4 separate regions of the Mus musculus genome follow, and regions 1, 3 and 4 are each linked to region 2. Evidence: chromatin contacts called from public Hi-C, HiChIP or PLAC-seq and capture Hi-C data. All regions are on one chromosome and are shown on one strand. Each heading gives the region's core, a stretch centred on a gene start, on an enhancer-like site or on the middle of the called end of the contact. The rest is flanking DNA. Distances are from core to core; before and after follow the strand shown. Region 1 holds the start of Ucp1 (uncoupling protein 1 (mitochondrial, proton carrier)). Region 2 holds the start of Rnf150 (ring finger protein 150). Region 3 overlaps Elmod2 (ELMO/CED-12 domain containing 2). Region 4 has its middle 25 kb from the start of Tbc1d9.

What was found. Hi-C and Micro-C count contacts between places; a contact is called where the count stands out from the background. HiChIP or PLAC-seq counts read pairs in DNA pulled down with a chosen protein or histone mark. Capture Hi-C pulls out chosen DNA fragments and counts their contacts.
Region 1: a contact with region 2 is called in a capture Hi-C map of embryonic stem cells, with 6 times the contacts expected there. The contact joins the promoter of Ucp1 here to the promoter of Rnf150 in region 2. A contact is called at or near these places in 12 of 39 promoter capture datasets (the 3T3-L1 cell line, the C10 cell line, the HPC-7 cell line and 7 more), 1 of 484 Hi-C or Micro-C datasets (bone marrow-derived macrophages), 9 of 115 datasets of contacts at active chromatin or transcription factors (bone marrow-derived macrophages, embryonic forebrain, embryonic hindbrain and 5 more) and 3 of 9 other capture datasets (embryonic stem cells, liver and macrophages).
Region 3: an H3K4me3 HiChIP or PLAC-seq map of embryonic stem cells shows a contact between it and region 2, with 8 times the contacts expected there. The contact joins the enhancer-like site here to the promoter of Rnf150 in region 2. A contact is called at or near these places in 4 of 39 promoter capture datasets (HPC-7-derived erythroid cells, embryonic stem cells, maxillary cranial neural crest and 1 more), 4 of 484 Hi-C or Micro-C datasets (bone marrow-derived macrophages, conventional dendritic cells, embryonic stem cells and 1 more), 12 of 115 datasets of contacts at active chromatin or transcription factors (craniofacial prominence, embryonic forebrain, embryonic stem cells and 4 more) and 2 of 9 other capture datasets (embryonic stem cells and liver).
Region 4: a Hi-C map of bone marrow-derived macrophages shows a contact between it and region 2, with 24 read pairs. The contact joins the enhancer-like site here to the promoter of Rnf150 in region 2. A contact is called at or near these places in 4 of 39 promoter capture datasets (the 3T3-L1 cell line, liver, pre-B cells and 1 more), 4 of 484 Hi-C or Micro-C datasets (the N1E-115 cell line, bone marrow-derived macrophages, cerebellum and 1 more), 6 of 115 datasets of contacts at active chromatin or transcription factors (the 230-238 cell line, embryonic midbrain, embryonic stem cells and 3 more) and 4 of 9 other capture datasets (bone marrow-derived macrophages, embryonic stem cells, liver and 1 more).

Annotation. Positions count from the first base shown.
Region 1 is chr8:83,288,598-83,291,898 of GRCm38.p6, forward strand. Ucp1 (uncoupling protein 1 (mitochondrial, proton carrier)) reads left to right here and starts at 1,751. Exons shown (of 6, transcript NM_009463.3): 1 at 1,751-2,111; 2 at 2,805-3,003. The coding sequence starts at 1,986.
Region 2 is chr8:82,861,584-82,864,930 of GRCm38.p6, forward strand. It overlaps Rnf150 (ring finger protein 150), which reads left to right and starts at 1,773. Exons shown (of 7, transcript NM_177378.4): 1 at 1,773-2,907. The coding sequence starts at 2,427.
Region 3 is chr8:83,314,508-83,317,465 of GRCm38.p6, forward strand. It overlaps Elmod2 (ELMO/CED-12 domain containing 2), which reads right to left. Exons shown (of 9, transcript NM_178736.5): 8 at 2,294-2,427; 9 at 1-1,954. The coding sequence ends at 1,809. Among named protein-coding and RNA genes, the nearest start is that of Elmod2, 16 kb to the right of the region's middle. Within about 2 kb of position 1,359, at least 11 of the 459 cell types and tissues checked have an H3K27ac peak or open chromatin away from gene starts, as enhancers often do. A contact at or near this core is called in craniofacial prominence and embryonic stem cells, where this site is marked.
Region 4 is chr8:83,138,643-83,141,873 of GRCm38.p6, forward strand. No RefSeq gene overlaps it. Among named protein-coding and RNA genes, the nearest start is that of Tbc1d9, 25 kb to the right of the region's middle. Within about 2 kb of position 1,584, at least 89 of the 459 cell types and tissues checked have an H3K27ac peak or open chromatin away from gene starts, as enhancers often do. A contact at or near this core is called in the 230-238 cell line, bone marrow-derived macrophages and pro-B cells, where this site is marked.

The DNA of each region.
Region 1 (3,301 bases), core at 501-3,000, 430 kb after region 2:
TGCCATCTTATAAAGAGTATTTACTTGCCAACTGCTTTGTGACAATCAAGTGGAAACATTGCCAAGACTGCGGCCATCTTCTCAAGTGTAGAGTCATTTTCTAATAATCTCTGACTCCATAGTAACCCTTTCTTAAGCTGTATTATCTGGTTAGATGTGTCATTCATGTGAGCACAGTTTACGATCTACCAAGCCCTGCACAACATATAAGATGAACTCACATGCAGAAAGGATGCTCACAGACTGCCGTTTATTATACTGTTGTTGCTGCTGCTGTTTGGGGGTTTATTCTAGCCTCGGCAGCCCTGGCTGTCCTAGAACTCACTCTGTAGACCAGGCTGGCCTCAAACTCACAAAGACCCCTTGCTGCTTTGGCCTCTGCCTCCCTGGTGCTGGGATTAAAGGTGTGTGTCACCACCACTAGGCTGCTTATTACACTTTTCATCCATAGGTCTTGCAGCTTCCTGCCCCTGCCCCTCTTTTCTCCCCGCCCCCCATTCAGTTTCCCAGCCCCCAGGCATTCTGCTCCCCTCCATATCATTGTCTTCACACACACCACTGACTGCTCATCACTGCTGTTCTGGCTCAAGTTCCAGGTGTGTATTTTATTGTGGAAGCTCCCAGGACTAGGTTCTTGCTTAGTGTGCACGCTTGCCCCTTTAAATGTGGTGTCCAGGGGTGTTGTCTCTTACATGCCCCAATCCAGGAGATGAGTCCCACCTCCTTCACTCTCCTGGGACCACGCTGAGTAGCAGAACCTGGCCAACCAGGGAGGATACAGAGAACAGGCATCGGCTCCAGCCTGCTCTCTTTCTCACCATTTCTTACGTAGTATTTTTTTTAAAGCTTTTCAAATACAAATCTTTGCTCAAAGATAGAAGTAAGAAACACCCCCCCCCCACACACACACACACCAACAAACCACCTTACAATGTCTGAACTGGCACTAGGGATAACAAGAGTTCAAATCTGGGACTATATTTGACACAATCACAAACCAAAGCTAGAGGACTTTCTCAGGGTCACGAAGCTGGTCAGATGGCTTGGTTGCATCTGCAGCCAACCAACCCTCTGTCCTTCCAGGGCTCCTGCTAAGAACTATTCAAAGGAGCAAGGGCTGGCTTATGAGCTTAGTTGATCTCGCCCAACTAAAAGTGACCACACGATGCACTCACTTTCTCGAAAAAGTTTAGGGCGTTATTAGTTTTTGCATGGATTCCCTCCCCTCCCACATCCTCATCCCCACCCCATCCAGTCACCCAAATCTGAAGGTGACATTTGAAAAGGAATGTAAAGAAAGGGACATTCAGAATTGAAAGGAGAAGAATCAGTAGCCAAGTAGATGCATGGGAAGGGGGCCCGGGACTGGGACGTTCATCCTACAGCTATTCTAGCTGTGGAACTTTTCAGCAAAATCTCGGAGGAGATCAGATCGCGCTTATTCAAGGGAACCAGCCCCTGCTCTGCGCCCTGGTCCAAGGCTGTTGAAGAGTGACAAAAGGCACCACGCTGCGGGGACGCGGGTGAAGCCCCTCTGTGTGTCCTCTGGGCATAATCAGGAACTGGTGCCAAATCAGAGGTGATGTGGCCAGGGCTTTGGGAGTGACGCGCGGCTGGGAGGCTTGCGCACCCAAGGCACGCCCCTGCCAAGTCCCACTAGCAGCTCTTTGGAGACCTGGGCCGGCTCAGCCACTTCCCCCAGTCCCTCCTCCGGCAAGGGGCTATATAGATCTCCCAGGTCAGGGCGCAGAAGTGCCGGGCAATCTGGGCTTAACGGGTCCTCCCTGCCCGAGCAAGAGGAAGGGACGCTCACCTTTGAGCTGCTCCACAGCGCCGCCTCTGCACTGGCACTACCTAGCCCAGGTGGCTCTGCAGGAGTCCGAAGTCGCGGGTTTCGTGCCCGCATCAGGCAACAGTGCCACTGTTGTCTTCAGGGCTGAGTCCTTTTGTTCTTGCACTCACGCCTCTCTGCCCTCCAAGCCAGGATGGTGAACCCGACAACTTCCGAAGTGCAACCCACCATGGGGGTCAAGATCTTCTCAGCCGGAGTTTCAGCTTGCCTGGCAGATATCATCACCTTCCCGCTGGACACTGCCAAAGTCCGCCTTCAGGTAGAGTTAGTGACATTGATGAGGCTTCTCCAAGCAGGACTGCTGTGGGCATCCCTGTGATGTGTGCTACGGTTTAACCACTCTTCCTCAGGGTGGCTCTGTCTTGGGAATGGGTGCTATTAGGAAGGAAATGGGGCCCTTGGATTGGCTGAAGAACCGCTGTTGATGGGTTAAAAATGGCCTCTGCCAAATCCTTCATAAGGCAATGGTGTCCTGAGCATGTGGGGTCTAAATAATAATAATAATTCAAATCCCTCAGAGTTTACAGGCCTGGCGCTTTTACCTTTCTTTGATTTGGGGCACGGGGTGGTGTACTATCCCATCCTGCTTTTAGGGGCTCTGGAGATTTCCTGGGTACCTTGTTTAGGTGTTTGGAGCCTGCATTGTAGCAAGCTCCACCTCTGAGATGGATAGATGATAGATAGATTAGATAGAAAGAAAGATAGATAGATAGATAGATAGATAGATAGATAGATAGATAGATAGATAGATAGATAGACAGAGACAGAGGGAGAGATGAGAATATGGGGTAGTATGCAAGAGAGGTGTTGAGAAGGGGAAATTATAAAAAAGATACTTACCTAGGGTATACACCAGTTTTTTTTTTTTTTTTTTAGTCCCCCTGTCAGGTGGGATCCCCCCTTCCTTAATGGACAGCCACTTCTCTCTGACCCACACTTTTCTGATTTCCAGATCCAAGGTGAAGGCCAGGCTTCCAGTACCATTAGGTATAAAGGTGTCCTAGGGACCATCACCACCCTGGCAAAAACAGAAGGATTGCCGAAACTGTACAGCGGTCTGCCTGCGGGCATTCAGAGGCAAATCAGCTTTGCCTCACTCAGGATTGGCCTCTACGACTCAGTCCAAGAGTACTTCTCTTCAGGGAGAGAAAGTAAGGAAATATGCATACCAGTTCTTCACCTGTTTATATCTGTGAAAACCAACTGGCCAGTGAGGAAAGTTTGTGTTTCTTCATGGACAATGTGGGTGGGCTATAAAGCAACGCTCAATGTAGACTTTCCCAAACAGCACGGTCCCAGAGAAGCTTAGAGAGCTTTGTGTAAAGTCAGAAAGAGACCACCACGCTCCCTGAGTCTGCGTGGGTGTCTAAGTAAAACACATCTTCACAGAGCAAAGGTCTGATGTTAAAGGTTAGCAAGAGCAGATAAACCTAGAGTGGCCCATCCGGG
Region 2 (3,347 bases), core at 523-3,022:
CCTGTTTTCCAGAATCCTCTCTCTTCCTGCCAATGTCCCACTTTCCACTTCCTGCCTCAGCTCATTGGCCATAAGCCTTTATTTATTGACAGGTGATGCATCTAAGAGATTCTCTACACCAGTTGCTTCCTGACTTCTGTATTTTCCTTACCACCCTCACCAAAGCATCAGAGAACAGTGCCTACCCCACCTCCAGAGCCCCCACGAGCCAGTCACTCCACTCCACCTCCAGAGCCCCCCACGAGCCAGTCACTCCACTCCACCTCCAGAGCCCCCCATGAGCCAGTCACTCCTTAGCATGCTCTGCCATTTCCTCAGCATGCGTTTCTCTTGGCTTTCCCCCCAGATTATTTTTGCAGCTCCTTAAGTGCCCTCCTTGCTTCTATCCTTCCTCCAGTACTGTCAGAATAAAACTTTGATGTTCTCATATAACACCACATTTTTCTGTCCAGACATCTCCCAGGAATCTTCCTCTCACCCAGATTAAACTGCAAGGCCACTTAGAATCTTCCCACCATTAATCCCATCTCATTCTTTCCATCGCTCATCTCTCTCCACCCCTGATGAGCTCACTATGGCTTCTGAACACATCAAACACCAACCTGTCTGATCTATTGTACCTACAACTCCTTCCTATTACCAACAACTGGTCCCCTAATAATCATTCAAGTCCTTCGTCCTTTGAGGATTATATTTAGACATAGGATATATCCAGAATCCATCTTCTGTTTTGTGATGTCCAGACCTAGGATGTGTATATTGTGACAAAAACTGCTGGGCTTCTCAGTGCTTCTCGAGAGGCACAGGAAAGAGAACCAGGTGGAAGATATAATGTAAATCATTAAGCACTACCATATTTGTGTATGTATAAATAAGTAGACATTTTATATTACTGGTTTCTGAAACTACAGAAACCATTAATGAGGAAGTGTAACAACCAACCAGATATCTAATTGTTAAAGAATTCTGCTATTAGAACACGACTCTAGGAAACTGTTCTCCACTGGTTTCTTTTAATCTCTGTCACAACTGGAAAACACAGCTTAAAATGGTAACGAACACACACACACACACACACACACACACACACACACACACATACCACCTACTGACGCTGTGAATCCTCTAAGGCAGGGCTATTAGAGTGGGAATGGAGGCAAAATGTCTCAATCTTAAAGTATGAGGAGAGGTCCATTTTCTAAGAAAACTAACGCCATGCCATGAGCTGGCTTCCAGAGCAGAGGAAAAGAAGTCACTTTTACCCACACCACAGACTGGTCCTTAGACCAGCAGAGTGTGCATCACCAAGGACCCCACCCCTGACTTAATAAATGTGAAATTCTCCTGAATTCATGCTGATCAGTCCTGGTTTAAAACTGGAATTCTGACAGCCACTGTCCTAAATATTCAGGTCTGGGGGGGCGGGGGGGAGGGGCCTCATGACCAATCAGTGCTGGGATAAATACCAGAGAACTCTCTGCACATCTTCCAGCAAACGGAAATGCTGTTCCAGAGAGGTTCCTACACTTTGCTGTATTTAAGACTCCCTCAATTAATTGTTCCCAATTCAAAGGCCTGAAGGTCCTTTTTACCTTTTGCCCGCAACTGTCGAAGCCTGAATTTGAGGCCCAGCAGAGGTCGCTGACGCCCAGGAAGAGAGACAGAGTGAGCGTTGCAAGGGGAGCCCAGGAGCTTTGACATCATACTAAGCTCCTCCTTGCACGCGCACATCACACACACACACACACACACACACACACACACACACACACACACACACACACACACACACACAAATACAGACACACACAAAACGCTGTATCCCTCTCCTCACGCTCTCCCCCATCCCATCTGCCCCGTACCTCCCCCTCCCTCGGCAAGTGAGTGTCCCGGGCGTAGCCACCTAGTCTGGCCAGAAGCGCAGCGCCTACTGCCCATGGGAACCCACGCATAACAGGAGCGACCTCCGCGTCTGCAGCGGGACCGATAGTCCCAGCACCGAGGATCTCCAGCACCCCACCCCCGCCCCGCTCGGCCGCGACAAGCAGAGCCGCCACCCCTTCCAAACCCGAGGACCCCGCCACCTCTATGAGAGAAGGCGACACGGGGCAAAGGAACAGGACGCCTGGCAGCCGGACTCCCCCGCAAGTGCGCGGCGCCCGCTCCGCGACCGCGCCGCGATCACCCGGGAAGCCCGATGCCAGCGCCGCGCTTCGGCTGAGAGGGGACAGGGCGGGTTTCTCCCGCTCGTCCCGGATCCGGTCTCCGCAGCGTCTGCGCGTCCCAGCCGGAGCTCCGCCGGCCAGGGAGTGAGTCGCAGCGACAGGAGAACCAGAGTGGCTGCCCGGGGTTGGCCGGGGCAGGGAAAGGAGGGACGGAGCGGGGGGAGGGCGCAGGGGGCGGGGAGGGGACCCCGGAGGAGAGAGATGACAATGTCTCTCATCCAAGCGTGCCGCAGTCTGGCTCTCTCAACATGGCTGCTTTCCTTTTGTTTCGTGCATCTGCTCTGCCTGGACTTCACCGTGGCGGAGAAGGAGGAATGGTACACCGCCTTCGTGAACATCACCTATTTGGAGCCCGAGCCCGGGGCCGCGGTGGCGGGCAGCGGTGGCGGCGCGGAGCTGCACACGGAGAAGAGCGAGTGCGGGCGATACGGGGAGCACTCGCCCAAGCAGGACGCGCGCGGCGAGGTGGTCATGGCCAGCTCGGCCCAAGACCGCCTGGCTTGCGACCCCAACACCAAGTTCGCCGCGCCGGCCCACGGCAAGCACTGGATAGCCCTCATCCCCAAGGGCAACTGCACGTACAGGGATAAGATCCGGAACGCGTTCCTGCAGAACGCCTCCGCTGTGGTCATCTTTAACGTGGGCTCCAACACAAACGAGACCATCACCATGCCCCACGCAGGTGAGCAACCCGGGGGGTGCCTGGCGGACGTGGGGGAGGGGAGCCCGAGAAGCGTCTAGGGAGATCTAGCACCGCCTCCGGGGCACCTCTGGCTGAGAAGTCCGTGCAGCACCAGAGACCAGTCTCTTATGTATGAACCTATTAAGTTTTGTTGTGCGTCGCTTGGGGGACAGGTTACAAGCATGAGAGGTTTCAGTATGTTGGGGGAGTATCGGAGAGTCTGGTTCGGGAGAGGGTTCAAGCTGTGGAGTGTCTTCTCCCAGGAGAATTTGGAAAGTGAGATTTGGGAAACAGGGCTGAGATATTGTTCTTGTTAGTGACCCGTTTCAGCACCTGTTTGGAACCGGAAGTTCTAATAACTTGTCTCTGCGCTTCGTTGTGTGTATCAGATATACATACCTGGTGCAAGTGTTTGTGTATCAAGAGGCAGGTCAACTTAC
Region 3 (2,958 bases), core at 109-2,608, 450 kb after region 2:
CAGTTCAAGATCTAGGCTGCTCAAAGATTAAAATACATGCATAAGTACTTTTAGCACAAAAGTTAAAGACTAACACAGCTGCTTTCCATGGAGGACTTCACACTATAATACAGTGGACAACAATGGTAACCATGGGCTCCTTGTTAGGGTTTTGGTACACAATGCATCCTAAAACCTGGGTGACAAAAGATTTCTCAAAAATGAAATTACTGTATTACCAGGGTCAACAAGTCCCCTATAAGAAATCAATTATTAAATTCCTATAATACTGAAAAGCTGAATCCTTTCTAGTATTATAAAACAAAGCTACTTTTAAAAAAAGTTTTATCTTCCTTAAGGAAAAGCAATTTGAACCCATGCTCTGCAACACAGTGCTATACAACACTCCAGCTGTGGCTCTCTGATGGGACATCCGTACTGCACATGACTTTCTCATGCTTGCTCTCTCCCCCCAACCCCACAAGTGGGAAGACAGGCTTGACAGAAAACATGAACAAATTGTGAGAAAACAGCAAACTTTCCGCTATCACACAAGCTAGTCTTTAAATACCTGATATTAAAAGATGTGCAAAACAGCACCATGTTTTAGGTTAACCTATCATGTTGTAGACTGGTTTCCACGGGACGTACTCAGTGCTTCTAAGTCCAATCATCTTTCTTATCTTTAGGCTCTTTTTGTTTTGCTCTGAGAACAAATTGCTAAAGCATGCCAAGAGGAAACCACCCCATTAGAATCCCCTCACATAGAATCCTCGACAATACTTGCTGCCCTCCTGAGACTTTGGAGAATAAAGCTATACAAAAATGCACAGTCATGATCCAGGCTATGGTAGCATGTCCCAGCCCACTAACCCAGGTCCCTACAATATTACCCAGAAACACCAGAGTCAAATCAAGGGCAAGCAAAAGTGAACAGCAGGTCAAACACACCAATGATAGGGAACAGATGTCTAAAAAGCTCTCGGTTTTCTTCTTGTGTAAGTTTCAAAGACAGTTTTATCGAAAAAGAAACTATGTTTCAAATGCAGTCCAGATTTTCTCAGCAGAGGCACCTCCTTTCTAAACACACAGGCGGGGTTCTCCCAGGGGGCTCTGAGGAAGGTTCCTTCTACAGCTGATAAAAACAAATACTGACCTGGAGTAAATGCCTAGACTCCTTAGGATAAAACCTCCCACACGGGCTACTTATAAGTAAGAAGCAGCCATCAGTACTGCCACGTCTCGGTTCTTTAGTCAGTGACCAGAAAAATCAAAAGGAAGCCATGATTGTCCACCTTCCCTGACAGAGTCATGTGCCCTCTGCTCCAAGGACAGGACATCTTGACAAGAGCTAAAGACACAAAGAAAGCCTCAGAGGGCACCCTGTGCTGATTTGCCTAGAAATAAAAAGACAAAGGGCATTCAAAAGCCACTTCCAGAGCAAACAATGACCCTGCAGAATTTTCAAAAAGACACCAGCTTGGGAGCACCACACATAAAATGACAACAGACTTGTGCACATTGTGATCAATTGGCTAACTATAAATATACCTGATTTATACTTTTAAACTAACAGGCTAAGACCCAAGTTCCAAACTGTAGTTCATGTACCTCCGGAAGGGCTCTTTGGAAGGGTAAGGGACCTTTGGAGAACAGTGTATAAACAACTGTAAACATACACTGATTGTCCGCTAGCTTTCTTAAATAGAGTTTCTGAAGTATTTTTGTAGGAAATTATATGAGTGTAGTTAATCAGATAATTTCTATAATAACATATAAATTCTGTTGTGTGTGCAAAATGTGGTAGAAAGTGAAGATACACGGATGGTTCATGTTTTCAAAGTGAGCACAGCATTGCAATCCATCAAGAGTCCTTTGATCCGCTCGTGAAACTTCTCTCTGTACAAGTTGAAGTACATAATGCTTTCTGGCTCTTCCTCAAGCCAAAACTTGTCAAATTCATAGACAAGGTAACCTGCAAGTAAAAACACACAAATACATGTCCACAGGAGTAAAATCATCTATTTAGACCATCTTCAGAAAGTATATACGCATCTTGGGTCAGGGAGACAGCTTGGTGAATAAGGCTGCTTGTCACACCAGCCAGACAATCTGAGTTCAAATATAGACAGTAATGTTTAAAGTGCACTTAGAGATCATCTTCCATTATTCTCTTGGATAGCAAAGATCTTAAACAATAAAATGATAAGCATAAACTCTGTATTCAGAGGCATTAGGTTAAAAGCTCTATATTCTGCCTCGCTGAGTGTTAGAATTGCTCTTGGTCAGGTCTGGTTCTGACCCCGATACTCACAGTAAAACTGGTGGAAGTGCTCCATCGTTGGTACCCCAGGGACAAAGTTGTAGAGGTGAAGCTTCAGGGCCTCGCTCTTCAGTAAGCTATAAGCCATCTCTGTAAGGTTGATTCCAACTATTGCATAAGAATACCTACGTCAGAAACATTGCCAGTTACACAGCTAGCTGACGCTCGTAACAGCTTACAGCATGTAAAGAGCTCATTAGTCCACTCCAAACTGTCTCTACTGCACTCCTGACACAGGGCCTACTTTGCAGTAACCTCTCTGAACTCAGACAGTGAGAAAGATCAAAGTGCTTGTTGTTTTGTTTTGTTTGTTTGTTTGTTTTCAAGACAGGGTTTCTCAGTAGCCCTGGCTGTCCTGGAACTTACTCTGTAGACCAGGCTGGCCTTGAACTCACAAATCTGCCTGCCTCTGCCTCCCAAGTGCTGGGATTAAAGGCGTGCGCCACCACCGCCCCGCAAAGTGCTTGTTTTTTTGAAGACTGTTGTTTTCTGAATAGAAGCTAAGAAGTAAAAATAAAAGTTCTGACTGCAACATTTAAATACAATGAGGGACACCCATATACACCATGCTTTATTGTTCTAGTTATTATATACAAAGCAATATAAAGCTAATAACAAGGGCTCAATTTGCATTTTCTTTACTATTTTCAAAGCTA
Region 4 (3,231 bases), core at 334-2,833, 280 kb after region 2:
GGCCCTACAAGTATGACAATGTGTATGCAGGCCTTAAAAATGAGGAGCCTTCACCAGGGAGTCTATGAGGGTGAGTCTAGCTGAAACTCCTAGCACTGGGGGATATGACGGCTAAAGTGACCACCTCCTGCAGCCAGGCAGACTCCTCAGTGGAAGGATAAGGGCACCAACCCACCCACAAAACCTTGCCCTGCCTACAAGAAGTGCAGGGACCAGGATGGAGCAGAGACTGAGCAAATGTTCAACCAATGCCTAGCCTCAACTAGTGAGACCCATCCCATGGCTGAGAACCAATTTCTATTAATAATATTCTGTTAGGCTTGCAGGCAGGAGCCTAGCATAATTGTCCTTCGAGAGGCTCCACTCAGCAACTTACTGAAACAGATGCAGAGACCCACAGCTAAGCATTAAACAGAGCTCAGAAAGTCTTGTGGAGGAGTTGGGTGAAGGATTGAGGGACCTGGAGGACAGGGACTCCACAGGAAGACCAACAGTCAACTAACCTGGACCCTTGGGAACTCCCAAAGACTGAACTACCAACCAAAGAGCATGCATGAGTTGGGTTTAGCTCCCCCATACACACACACACACACACACACACACACACACACACACACACACACACTCACACACACACACACACGTAGCAGACGTGCAGCTTGGTCTTCGTACTGGAGCAAGGCCTACCCTGATTCTGCTGATTGCCTGTGGATCCCATTCCCCTAACTGGGCTGCCTTGTCTGGCCTCAGTGGGAAAGGATGTGCCTGGTCCTTCAATGGCTTGAGGTGCCAGGGTAGATTGGTATCCAGGGGGACCTCCCCCTTCTCAGATGAGAAAGGGAGAGAGCTATGGGGAAAAGGGGTGTGTGAGGGGGTGACTTGGAGGAGAGGGGGGATGTGATCAGGATATAAAGTAAATAAATAATTAATGGAAAGAATAAGGATCCTTCAAATCATCATAACTGAGCTGGGTATGTAGCTCAGTTGGTAGAGTTCTGGTCTAGGGTACAAGAAGTCTGGATTCAGTATCCAGTATGGCACAGGGGAAGCATGGTGGTCCCCTGGAATCTCATCATTTAGGAGATGGAGACTGAAGGATTATAAATTCAAGGTCATCTTCACCTACATACTAAGTTTGAAGCCAGCCTAGGATACATGAGTGTCTGTCTCAAAAAAACAAACCAAAACAAAAAACAACAACAAAGTAGGCAGAGCTCAGACACCCGTCAGTACAGAAAGCTTTGAGAAGGAAAGGCACAGCCACATTTCTTTGTGTCCGTCGTGTGATTCTTTTTCCTGTGAAGATGTGACACAAATGCCCACTCATTCGAAAGGGCACAGTTCCAATAAGAGATAAAAGAAAGAATGGCACCACAGTCCAGCGTGGAATCAGCCAGCTTGCTGGGATTCCTCCCAGGAGTGTGCATAAGATGCTCACAGGAACAGAGATGATGCTAAGGAACTTCATGGCAGAGAAGTCCATAGCTCCGATGACAGCTGCCAAGGCTGCAAGCCCAGAGCTCTCTGCAGGAACTACAAGCAGCTAGACTGGTCAGAAAGGCTCCTCAGAGCACTCTGCTCTCTCCCCATTGCCAAACCCCAACAGCTCTTCACACTGCTTCCTTATCCTTGGCAGGGGTGGGGGCCCTCTGGTGAACCTTGGTTTCAGCTTTCCCAGGATGTGGGAGGTTTGTTTACTCCTTGAGTCTCCTGAGTATGTCTCCTTCCTGGAAGGAAACTGCTAGATGTCACTGTCCAGTCCAAAAACTAGGTAACTAGTTTATCAGGCACTGCCTTCTATGGGCCTTCCCTTGCTAGACAATTACAGGCAGTTGTTGAAACAGCATTGAAAGTTCACATAAATACCTCCACCAGTTGGTCACGTTACAGGGATTATTAGTAAATTCTTCATTTTTTCCATCACTTGTGTAAATCTCATTTTCCTATCCTGGGTTTTGCTATGTTAATAAAACAGGATTTCAAAGTCCACAAAGCAAGATAACAGAACTTAACGACTAGAATTCAGTGTTCTAGCATGAAATAGGGTCTCCCAAACAGAGTCTAAGTAATATATTCTACTACATGTACCACATGCCACAGATGACACCCTCATAGGCAGCTGGTGGTCTTTTGATGTGAGTATATCCCTGCCCCTTTAGAACATCATTGCTGGAAGCCTTAATTTACTTTGACAGGGATCAGGAAGAAATGTCAGCCCTCTGTTTCGAATTCAGTCTTACCCAGCCCCTAAGGGGAACCAAAAGAGGAACACACAACCATGGTGGGGAGGAGGTAGACCAGCAAGTACATGCACCTTCGTAAACATCACCTCCAGACACCACTGTGTCCCACACACAGGCACACAACAGCTTCCCCTCTGTATCCTGAGGCCCAGCCAGCCTCTGCTTCTGCCCTGGTCATTTCACAGGAAGCAGTTGACTTCCTCACAGACAGCACACTTGCCGTTTCACTGACTCGAACTAATAGCTGCAACCTCCAATATCTTCCTTATGTGCCAAGAGCTGGAGTACTGTAAGTACTGTAGTCATTTGCCTATCGCACTCTTAGCTAGGAAGTCCAACTGGGATTGGACACAACATTCCTCAAGAACCCAGATGTCTTCATATTGGTACAGTTCTTTCTGCCTTGAGTTTCCTTTGCTTCTATCCCTTTAAAATAGAAGCGACAATTCAAGACATGTTTTTAAAGTATAACTTCATGTCACTGGCCTCATTTCCACATCATCAGCTTGCTCCCTGTCAGGGTGGAAGGTGTCCCTAGTTAATCACGATGCATCATCTGCCCCATGTCAAGCACACAGCTTCATTACTCACACACAGCCAGACACAGTGGGCACACGGCAACTTTTTGTTGTGCAAAGTCAACATTTGCTGGAAGCTGAGTTGCCCAGTTCCGGTTTTCTGGTTTCAGTTCTGAAGAAGGTTCCAATCACTTGCCCTGTCTGGAGACATACTGTTTTTAACTCTTTCTCCTCTGAAAACTCTTTCACTGTACACACCGTGAAAGACATCTGGTTTTGGCCTCTGCTCTTGGAACTGTCTTTACAGTCATAAGAAGATCCCTTTGGTCTTCGTTTGGACCACAAATCAAACCTTAACTGTATTCACAGAAAAATCCTAGCGACTTGATGTCTTTCCAGGAGAAAATGGCATGTAATTCACTTCCTCAGGGCCTTCTTCTGTTTCTTTAAAACACTTTTTATTAACTCTA